Regions from separate parts of the Canis lupus genome. Here region 2 is linked to region 1. A link is a contact called in public Hi-C data. All regions are on one chromosome and are shown on one strand. The core of a region is the stretch at or near the end of the contact, and the rest is flanking DNA. Distances in the headings are between cores, read along the strand shown.

What was found. Hi-C and Micro-C count contacts between places; a contact is called where the count stands out from the background.
Region 2: a Hi-C map of skin fibroblasts shows a contact between it and region 1, with 2.2 times the contacts expected there. The contact joins two enhancer-like sites. A contact is called at or near these places in 2 of 9 Hi-C or Micro-C datasets (amygdala and skin fibroblasts).

Annotation. Positions count from the first base shown.
Region 1 is chr37:12,920,651-12,926,257 of UU_Cfam_GSD_1.0, reverse strand. No RefSeq gene overlaps it. Among named protein-coding and RNA genes, the nearest start is that of PARD3B, 190 kb to the left of the region's middle. Within about 2 kb of position 4,192, at least 3 of the 20 cell types and tissues checked have an H3K27ac peak or open chromatin away from gene starts, as enhancers often do.
Region 2 is chr37:13,387,930-13,393,218 of UU_Cfam_GSD_1.0, reverse strand. All of the region lies in intron 2 of PARD3B (partitioning defective 3 homolog B), which reads right to left. Among named protein-coding and RNA genes, the nearest start is that of PARD3B, 280 kb to the right of the region's middle. Within about 2 kb of position 2,533, at least 2 of the 20 cell types and tissues checked have an H3K27ac peak or open chromatin away from gene starts, as enhancers often do.

The DNA of each region.
Region 1 (5,607 bases), core at 2,943-5,442:
GTCCACATTAAAGTCTGGGATGGTGAAATGGTAAAATAAGGAAGCGCATGGGTCCCGGATTCCACTTTTGGGCTGTTTGAGTGAGTTGATAATAGTCTTCATCTCATAGAGATGTGGGAGCATTAAATCATGTGATGTAAATAACTAAATAATGCCTTGTAAGTCAACACTCAGGGCCTTATAAGCCCTTCGTAACACGGTTTGAACTATTATTACTCAACTGAAACTGGTTACCTTTAATTGAATTTAAACCGCCACCCAGGCTAGGTAAGAAAATGAAACACAATTCTGCACGGATTTCAGAGACAGGAAACGTAAAAGGTAATAAATAAAAATATTACAAACCCTTTAGCAGATGTTAAAGAGCATTTCCAATCACTCCTGCGTTGAACCTTAGGCAATTCAGTGGTCAGAGCCTTTAAAATTGCCATCCCCCAGATTTCTGCTGCGTCACCTGGTTTTTCTCTACTGCGCAATGTTTTCAGGCCACCTGTAGTCTGCTCTACCTAAAGAACAACTTCATAAGTGAATTTTGTTTCTCAGACTCCTGAATCTGCTGCCGTGCGATGACCTCAGTGGCCATAAAATGTGGGCCTCGCTTGGGAAACGTGTGCACACACTGCCCCCTAGGGGATCTACTCTGTCATGACCCTCAAAACCAAGAAAAAAAAAACCCCAAATCTGTTGGGGGGCGGGGGTGTGTGTGTAGTCAGAGCTGAGGAAAAAGGGCTGAATCCTTGACTGTGACAGTCTGTAACGCTTTGAAATTACTGCCGGTCACTCTAGGTGTTAAATAACAAATAGGGCCCTGCATTCGTCAAGCAGAATTTGCTATGGATGACCCGGGTGTTAGGAAGGAAGGCCTCGACTCCGGTGACAGCCCAGAATGACAACCGACGTCTGGAATGAAACCTTAACTCTCCTGTATTTAGTGACAGGAAAATGATCCATCTATATCCCATGCGAGGTAAACCCAAATTTTAAGCTGTTAGAACAATAGGATGAAGTTAGTAAACAACTGTTGAGAGGCTCCAGGGCTCCAGGCCCTCCTGGTCCTCACTGACCAAGAGAGGGGAAGATCTCTGCTCTCACAGAGCTGAAATCCAAATTACTCTCCGCGAGCACCCACTCTGTCTCCCTCTGTGTCCTGTGGCTCCGGTGAGCTTTCCTGGGTTCCGGGGAGACACTGGCCTGTGTCGGAATGAAAGACAAGGTCCGTGTGGCCTGGTCACTCCAGACGTGGCTCACAGACAGCCCTGTTCTGTCCTATGACCTCTTAGGGATTTTTTTTTTTCCTTTTTCTTTCTTTCCTTTGTCTTTGTCTTTTTTTTTTTTTTTTTTTTCCTGGTTCCTTGCAGGATTTTGTTGTTTGTTTTGAGAGACATATAGAATTATGTTTTGTGGAGGGAGCTACAACACATCCTGGTGTCCGATCCTTTTCTGAGCCCTGTCCCGGAGGGCAGAGAAGGCCTAAGGAGGACAGACAAGGCCTATGGAGGGCAGACAAGGCCTACGGAGGGCAGACAAGGCCTACGAGTCTCCTCAGAGCCAGGAAGCTTTTATTGGGAGGTGCTCAGGAGAACCAAACTGGCTCCCAGTTGCAGGAGGCTCCCCAAAGTCAACAATGGCTTCAGTTCAAAGGTTGCATGTGAACCCACCAATTCAGGGACTACCTCTTCGCCTTAGGCTGTCATCACTGTCCTCATTCATGGCTCACTTGGTTTCCAACGCGGCCTCCCGAGAGTTCCTAATTCCTTTCCCGTTGCCACTCTGAAGACACAGGGCCAGGGCCCTCCGCTGTTGGCGGCCCTGGAGATGGCTGGAGCCCATCTGCCTGCAAAGCTGCAGGGACCCCCGAGCCCTTCCCTGAGCCTGCGGGACAGCACAAGCCAAGGGCCTGAGGCCTGAGGGCACAGCCCGGCCCCATGCATTTCACCTCCCCCCGGATGCTCTTGCCTGCCCTGCTGCTTCCCTTCTTTCTGGCGCTTGGGACTGAGAGCTGTCAGTGACGCCCCACGTCCTCAGGTGTCAGCTCATGAATTGAGAGCCCTTCCCGGCCAGCAGGCACCCAGGATCGCTGCACCCCGCGTCCTGCAGAACCCGCAGCAGCACAGGGGAGCCGCGCAGCCAACCAATCCGGGGGGGGGGGAGCACCGTTCATTCCTGGTTTTCATCCTTCTTCAGAACAAACCCCGTTTTGCAGCTGAGAGACAGAGGCTTGCCGAGCTGAAGTCCTCTGCTCTGCCCAGAACGTAGTGGAAACAGAGTTCACACCTGGGAGCCCAACTTCAAAGGCTTCACCCAGCACTCTGCTGCTAGGCGCCCCGGGAGTGGGGGTCCTCAGACCACACTTTCCTGCCTCCTTGTTTGGGAAGAACAGCTAACGACTCCGTTCAGTCACTGGGAAACCTTCCCCTAGTGTAGGAGGCAAGGACTGAATCAAAAATTATGTCTCGTTTCCCCCATCCCTCTCCCTTGGACTGGGGTTCAGTCATTTCTCCCCCAAGTCTGCCTCTGGATCAGCACAGCCCTCCAGGAGCCTCCTTCTCCCCTCCCACAAGGCAAATGATGACATTAGCCGTGACTTCTTAGCTTGAGGAAGAATCTGTAGCAAACGGAGCCCCAGGAACCAGCAGCAGCAACAGCGCCACCTTCACCAAGTACTCTAAGTGCCTGTCACTGGTTTCCTAACAAATGGCTTCATTGGGACTCTCTCTCCTCCAGGTCAGCCACTGCATGTCCACTCCAGGCTGCTAAGGGCCACGCTCCTGCACTCTCTTTCCTGCTCTGGAAAATGACACTGAAACCATAATGAGTCTGGAGGAAGTCAACCAGACAGGAAATGAAGCCACTTGGGTGCTGGTGCTTGGGGAAGAGTTTTGGAAGACCGCTCGTCCCTTGGGGAGGCGCCTGTTGATGCAAGTGGGGCCAGCCATTCTTTGCTCTCTTGCTGTTGGGAAAGGCAGGTGCACACTGATTTCCAAATGAGCTTCAAGCAAAGAGGACAGGTAGGGGGGGACACCGGGAGGCCACTCTGACAAGGGCTGGCGGTGATGTAAGATGAGCTTTGGTCAGGATTTCCTGGGGCAAGAGCAGGGCTGTCCGACTGTATTTTTAGATGGTCTTGATATTTTTAGTGAAAGTCCCAGAGCATCTCCATTTTGGGGGGCTAGGGGTGGGGGGAGGGATGATTTCCTGCGGTTAGTCATTTCCTCTCTGCTGGTGAAGAGATTGAGCCATGCTCCTCTGTCACAGGAAGTGCCCGGTGATGGTAAACACTGCTGACATAATGGGAATGCACACTGCTGGTGTGTCAGTGTACACACACGCCTTCCTGGCCCCTGGGCCAGGTGAGTGGAGGCTGCTTCCTGTTTTCAGCTCTAGGAGGAACTTTCAACCTCTGAGAGCTGCTCTGGAGAATCAATCACAAGGCCTGCTGGGAGAAGCAGCCAGGACCAGACACCAGAAAGTGATTTGGTGGCAAGAATTGTTGGATGTGCCCCCGCAGCTCGCAGGACTGCTTAGTCATGGCGCGTTCTATGAGGCGTAGAGGAAACCCAAGTGGGGCTGAGTCCAATATCATAAAGCCATCCTGGTCTGAAGCTTGCTTATGAGCCAGAGATGACCTTAGCGCCTGGGTCGCCTCCACTCCTGACTTCCCTCAGTGGGTCCTACCGATTTCACCTCTGAGATTTCTGAATCTGGTTCCTCCACTCTACCTCTGGGATGTCAAAGACGGCATCAGACCTCCTAGAGATTAGTCAAGTCACCCGCTCTTCCACGCGGTCCCCCCTCCGTGTGGCTGGTAGATGTAGCATGGGGAAACGCGTGGCAGCTTTGTCACCATTCCCCTGCTGCCATGTCCATAGTAGACAAGGCTAATCGGTCATGGCACTTTCACTGCTGAGCCCAGACATGGGTGATCGCACAGTCTTTCTTAACGTTGTCCTTCAAGCTCTCATGACCCATCAATTGGAACTGGCATTTGACGTAAAGTCAATTTGCCACCTTGGTGCTTGTGTTATCTTCCTAAAAACGAAATCCGATGGTGTCTCTTCCCTAATGTGAGACTTTTTCTGTCTCCCTAGTGCCTTCCAAACGAATTTGGACTCCCTGGCACGGTGCACAGGGCCTTCCACGGCCTCCCCTCTCCCTAGTTGCAGAGTTTCAGCTTCTTGCCTCCCCTCCCTTGACTTCTGGCCCCAAACATGGACCCCAGGAAACTTCTTATTCTTTTCCAAATATGCTCTGCTTTTACATGGCTCTTGGCCTTCCACAGGGTGTTCTTGCTTTCTATATTTTCATTTGTCCTTTCTCCATTTTGCAAACTCTTACTTGTTTTTTCAAATCCTCAATATTCCTCTCCTGATATGTCTCCACGATTCCACTCAGCAAAGCCAGTGGCCCCTCTTCTGTGTTCTCCTAGGCTTCTGTTTTTACTTCTACTAAAGCATTTGTTATTCTATCATTTGGTATATATGTTATAATATGTTGTGATTATTATAATAATTACATTTATTGTAATTATGATCAGATATTTGCTTGTTTATTTGATACATTTCCTGGCTACCTTCTCTGGGTTGTGTTAGTAATAGGTAAATTAACACAGAGAATAGATGTTTAATGAACTCTTTTGCAATGAGCGAATAAATGATATTTATTTCATTGCTAATCTATGCTGCCTTTAGCCATTTATTTATTTATTTATTTATTTATTTATTTATTTATTTATTTATGAGCGAGCACAAGGAGGGGAAGTGGCAGAGGAGGAAGGAAGAACAGGGATCAAGGATCAATCCCAGGACCCTGGGATCATGACCTGAACTGAGGGCAGATGCTTAGCAGATCGAGCCACCCAGACACTGTAGCCCTTTTATCTTTAGAGTAACTTCCTCTGAATTCCAGAAGCCCATGAGCAGGACTTCAATCTTTCCCTAAGTCCTATAGAAACTATGAAAATAAGTATTTTCAAGACTTACATTTACAAATTTCAACCCAGATACAGAATTTTACCTGAATGTATATATGATTACATAATGTCAGTCATACCCTTTTTTCACCTTTTTTTGCTTGAATTCCTTCCCCACTCCATCTTATAATTGGCACCTCTAGGTTGACCTACCCAGTTTACTTGAGGTTGGCCCTGGCTTAGCAGTGAAAACCCCCCATCCTGGAAAAGCCCGGAGTCGCAGGCAAACCAGGGTGGATGGTTACTCTCCTTCATCATACTTCTATGTTTCCTTCCTAAGTAAGCAATGTTGTAAATGTGTGTTCTTCTGTATTTTTCTCGCTATAATATAGTACTCTTATAGTTGCCATTGTTGTTTTATAAAATGAGGTTATAGTCTACATTCTATTAGATTCTGTATTATTATATTACCTTATATTATGTCAGATACTTTTCTTTAACTCGTCCACTAACAAAACTATGTAAAAAAATTAAGTCAACTGATACAGCTCTGGGTCATTCTCCTTACTACTCTATGCTGTGACTATTCCATAATATTTTGGGTGTTTGCTTACTGATGGGCATTTATGTTGTTTCCAGGTTGTTGTCTTTTTTTTTTTTTTTTGAATAGTGATGATACACACACACACACACACACA
Region 2 (5,289 bases), core at 1,284-3,783, 470 kb before region 1:
GACAACAATATTCAACAGTCCCTATTCCATCTCAAACAAATTTTAGCTGAGTTATTGAGGCTTTAAAACTTAAAGAAGTTAGCAGTTAAAATGGAATAATTAGAATAGCTTTTATAATTAAGAAACAAGACACTCTGGAGCATTGCATTTCTGCAGAATTATTGCCTGTCTCAAACACATTAAGACCACAACCAAAGGCACACTGCCCTAGTCTCCTGGGAAATGCACTAAGCCCCAGAAATCCACTGCTTAAAGCACTTGTTGTATAATATGGATTTTTTTTCCCTGTCTTTAAATATCAGCTCTGGTAAAATTTTTGCTTAATGTTTATCACAATACTGCAATTTGTATCTAGAAAACATAGGACCATTTTCTTTCTTCAATATGGGCAGATAAAATATTGAACAAAAGGCAATACACAATCATCATATGCTTTATTATAAAACTACCTTTATGTATTACCATAGGAAGTTGTAACAAGCCTTAACTTGCTTACTATACTTAAATATACTTACATATGTAATATTTTGCATAATTGCAATTATGAAAATTAAAGAGCACAGCACTCCACCAGAATTTCAAAGAGCAATAACTTAATACACAACTGAAAAAAAAAAAAACCAAAATGGCAACTTTTGCCAAGCAAAACTTGTTACAAGAACCTAAAAAAAAATTAAATCCTCTCCTGAATGTGTGAAAGAGCAGCTACTTACAAAACACTATTATCATTTTGCTTTCTAATACCTCACCTTATGTCACACTGTGGGAGTTGAAATGATTTCATACTCACTGTTTTCCCTATCAAAACCACCTCTAAAAAGATAGTTCAAATACTTGGCCCTTGTGTTTTCGTTGAGATCATTATGCTGGCCAGCTGAAAATATGCTTATAAATGCAAATGCCCATTTATTAATAATGACAGAACTAAGGTTCCTAACCTGTGTAAAATACTTAGGTGCAATTTCAAATACAGTTTGATAGTGAAATTGATAACTATCAAGGAAGGAATCTTGTTTTAAAGTTAGTGCTAAAAAAAAAAAATAAAGTTAGTGCTAGAATAAAAATTTGTATGACTTTTTCAATTTCAGAATCTTGCTTGATATGTTTCCCTACCACTCATGCTGATAGAGGTTAAATTCTATTGAATCTAATATTCTGTTATTCTCCTGAAAATCTATTATTTCCAAAGCCTTAGGGAAAGCCACTTGACTTGGGAGGGGGTGGGGGAAGATGACTACTCTTGCCACACTCTTCCAGAACTTACAAATAACGGTGTCACATAAGCAGATTTTACATATTGTCCTCATCATTATTGGTGACTGAGAAAGAAAAGCACGTGTCTCACCAAGATGAATATAAGTGGGAAATAATGGAGCACACTGGTATAGACCAGAATAAATCACTATGCTTCATCTTCTAATGGCTTAGATCACTGACATTCCATTTGGGAATTCTGCATTACTCAAGTTTTTCTGACCTTTAGGAGCATTTTCCCTGCCCTAATGAAAACTCCCACAAGAAAAAAAAAAAAAACATTCTAGTAACCAAATGCAAGCCTAATTAAACTCCTTAGTGTAGAAAGGAGAGGACCAATAGTACTTTTGCACTTGCTTCTCTTACTTCACCAGATGGTAACAATATGATTCCTTGAACAGCACTCAGTGCAATTTGCCAGACAGTCATAAGAATCAAGCTACCAATACAAAGACAGCATACACCACATGTGGAGAACTGAGAGACATTCTGCAAAACCATACAAGATACATTAAGCATAGTCCTTGCCTTAGCTCACAAAGTATGCAATTCACAGGTGGCATCTTGCACATCAGCATTTGGTCAGTGGTTGTTTAGATGATGGAAGATAAAGAGTAACACACCAAAAAAAAAAAAAAAAAATAGTAGTCAGCGGTGCTGGGAAAACCTCCCAGCATGACCTACTGGAATTAAGCAAATACAATGAGCTCCTGTCACACACTTATGTCAACAACTTCCTGTTGAACCAGGATTACCAAATGCAGCAACCTCCTCAGCCTTCTACATGCTTTCATCATATTCACTTCATTAATCGTATGTGCAGCTACATACTTTGACTGATTAAAGTTGTTCGCCCAGGTTCACTTTTCAAAAGCTTATGTGTTCCAGTTACAGTAAAAAGAAAATCTCCACTGTGCCAGAAAGCACAGAAAGGTTTACTTTCTGCAAAATATCAAGGGAACACAATGGCTTCAATTACTTCTTTTCTACTGGAAGAATGAATTCAGCAATGGTAGGGTCCCTTCCCATTTATATTTATTTAGTAGGAAAATCAAGAGAGAAAAAGTAACAAAACAGGAATAACGTATCACCAAATTTCACATGAAATACTGTTTTCAGAGAAACACAATACAGAGATAAAATATAAACTAAGCTTCAACTAGCAAATCTGCAAGTGCCAAATACTGGAGTTTTGCCAAAACAAACCATTCAAGTTGTTTAACATGACTGACTACCATTTGAGACCTGGACTAATATGCGCCAGCTCATAAAAAGTTGTGTGTGTATATGCGTGGGCATATGTACAGTATGTGTGCCTATAGAATACTATATGTTAACCAGTTACTAGAAAGGTAAATAAGGTCATTTTTTATGCACTAATTTTCAATCTCTCCATTAGGAGAAACCATACTACTTTCAGAAACACTAAATGATGATTTCTTACCTTTCTATAAAATATAATAGAAAATAATATATTCATTTAACTCCAGACATTGAGGGTTACTCAGGCCAGCGAGAAAAAAAAAAAAAAGCAACGATCATTTAATACATCATATTAAGTATATACTCTCAGGAATAAGAAATAATAATGTTTTAAAAAACTTTTTCTTTTCTTCTGAGGTTGTCCCATTCTTATAAATGCTACGTAAGGTATCATTAATCAATCATTAACCCAATGCTCATGAAGCTCTACTATGTAGAAATACAGTCTAAATTATTGCTTGGGGATGATAACATTTAAATTTCATGAAAAGTTTCGAAGGTAGATTAGAAAGATGTCAGCACTCACTGTTCCCTAAATGCCAACATGCTTCTCATATTGGTTAGAATTCAGCACCTCACACTGCACTCATTTAAAGGTTGCAGGAAGGTCAGTATGCAGCCTAGTCATATGCTGAGACAGCAAAGCAGGGTGGCTGAGTTGAGAAGTTGTGATTATAAATATATTTACCAAAAGAGTTTCTATTTTTAAATAATACACATGCAGTAATTTATGAATTTAGAAATAATCCTAATCCTCAGGAGATCTGAGTGTCCTGTATGTCCTACTGACTATTCATTTTTCTATCCACTTGGAAAATGACAGCTTTCTAATTATTCTGTCAAGATTAATAGACCCCAAATTTGACTCTTAAATCTCAGTGGATGTCTTTTTCCAATAGCCACTAATTCTCATTTGTGACATTTTTCCTCCCTAAAATTATGTGCTGCAAGGATTTTCATAAAGTCAATTTATATACCCAAGCAACCTCTAAATCAAAGAACTAGAGTAATACAATCATGAGATAAATTAGCAACCGACCTTAAAGAATCTTAACAAGTACTTTAAAAAGAGCTATATAGGGATCCCTGGGTGGCGCAGCGGTTTGGCGCCTGCCTTTGGCCCAGGGCGCGATCCTGGAGACCCGGGATCGAGTCCCACGTCGGGCTCCCGGTGCATGGAGCCTGCTTCTCCCTCTGCCTGTGTCTCTGCCTCTCTCTCTCTCTCTGTAACTATCATAAATAAATAAAAAAATAAAAAAAAAAAATAAAAATAAAAAGAGCTATATAGATTTTTTTAATTGTTAATGAAAAGTTGAAACTTCAACTTCTAGTAAGATGAATGAAACTCTAAATGAAAAACATAACAAAGCCAGATAACATTTTTCAATTAAAATTTAAAAGTTATAAATAAAAAGCAATAAGGAATCCATACAGGCTAAAATAAAATAAAAGAGGGACCCAGGAAATTAGTAAGGACTGTGGTCTGGTTTTATTTTGAGCATGTACAACAAAACTTACTTAATGTTGACATAATTCATTTGCATGGGATATAGGAGAAAGGATATAACCCTTAGAGAATTTGAAGATAAAGAATTGAGAGTGGACATTCCCAGCAGATACAAAAAAAAAAAAAAAAAAAAAAAAAAACCCAAAAAACTAGGACTTAAAAAAATTATATTATCATTGCAAAAGTGTTGAGAAATCTCCCACATGTAAGAGATTAGCAAGTGATTTTGGCTATCTTGACACTGCCCATAGGTGAAAGGGAAGGTGGGGGAGAAATTGTATCTGAATACATGCATCCTTCCTAAATTATTAAAAAAAAAGAACACGAAAATTTAAAATGATCCTGAATAGTAGTGCTCCCAAACGTCTGGAAGGAAAAAAAAAAAAGGCATACAAACATTCTCAAAAATTCCCAAAGAATTCTAAAGAATATAGCTTTAAATAAGAAAAAAGGAAAAAAAGAATAACCTATAAAGCATGATGAATGAAACTGAGCCTGCAGAACCCAAAGAATCAAATCTTGAGAGAGATTGCAATTATCAGAAAGGTAAAACTAAGAAAGCAAAATAACGGTTTTTCATATGTTAAAGAAATAAGAAAACGTTGAAAACAAAGAATAATTAACCAGAAAATGATAGAACTGATCTTTTCCAAAACAAAGGAAAGAAATAGTTGAAATTAAAAATAGGATGAATATGTAACATTAGACATTGCTGAAGGAAAAAAAATATTATAAAATGAAAATAAGATTTGAAGGAATAATCCAGATGGAGCCTATGGAAATAAAGAGGTACAAAATACAAGAATATTTTATTTAAGAGTCATGGAAGACAGGTAGACAGTCTACCTGGTATCTAGGCCAAGTTTCAGACAGATTAATCGTCGAGATAAAATATTTAAAGAGATAACTGCTCTAAGTTTTCCAAAACTACCAAAAGCTCACAAACTTCATATACAACAAATCTCAAACACGAAAAACTTAAACAAAAACCCATATCTATGCATTTCACAATGAACCTTAAGAAAAACAAAACAAAGAAGAATTTAAAAACAACAAGAAAAAAACAGATCAACCACAAAGAAATTGTGAGTACACTAAGAACAGTTATCTTGCTAACAACCACAGAAATCAAAAAACAGTGGAACGATTTTTTCAAGGAGCTGAAAGTCATTGTCAATTTATAATCCTAGACCTACTAAAATTAATTTATAAAAGCAGAAATGAAAGAGACTTTTTAAAAAGAATATTTACTATTTAAGGCTTTT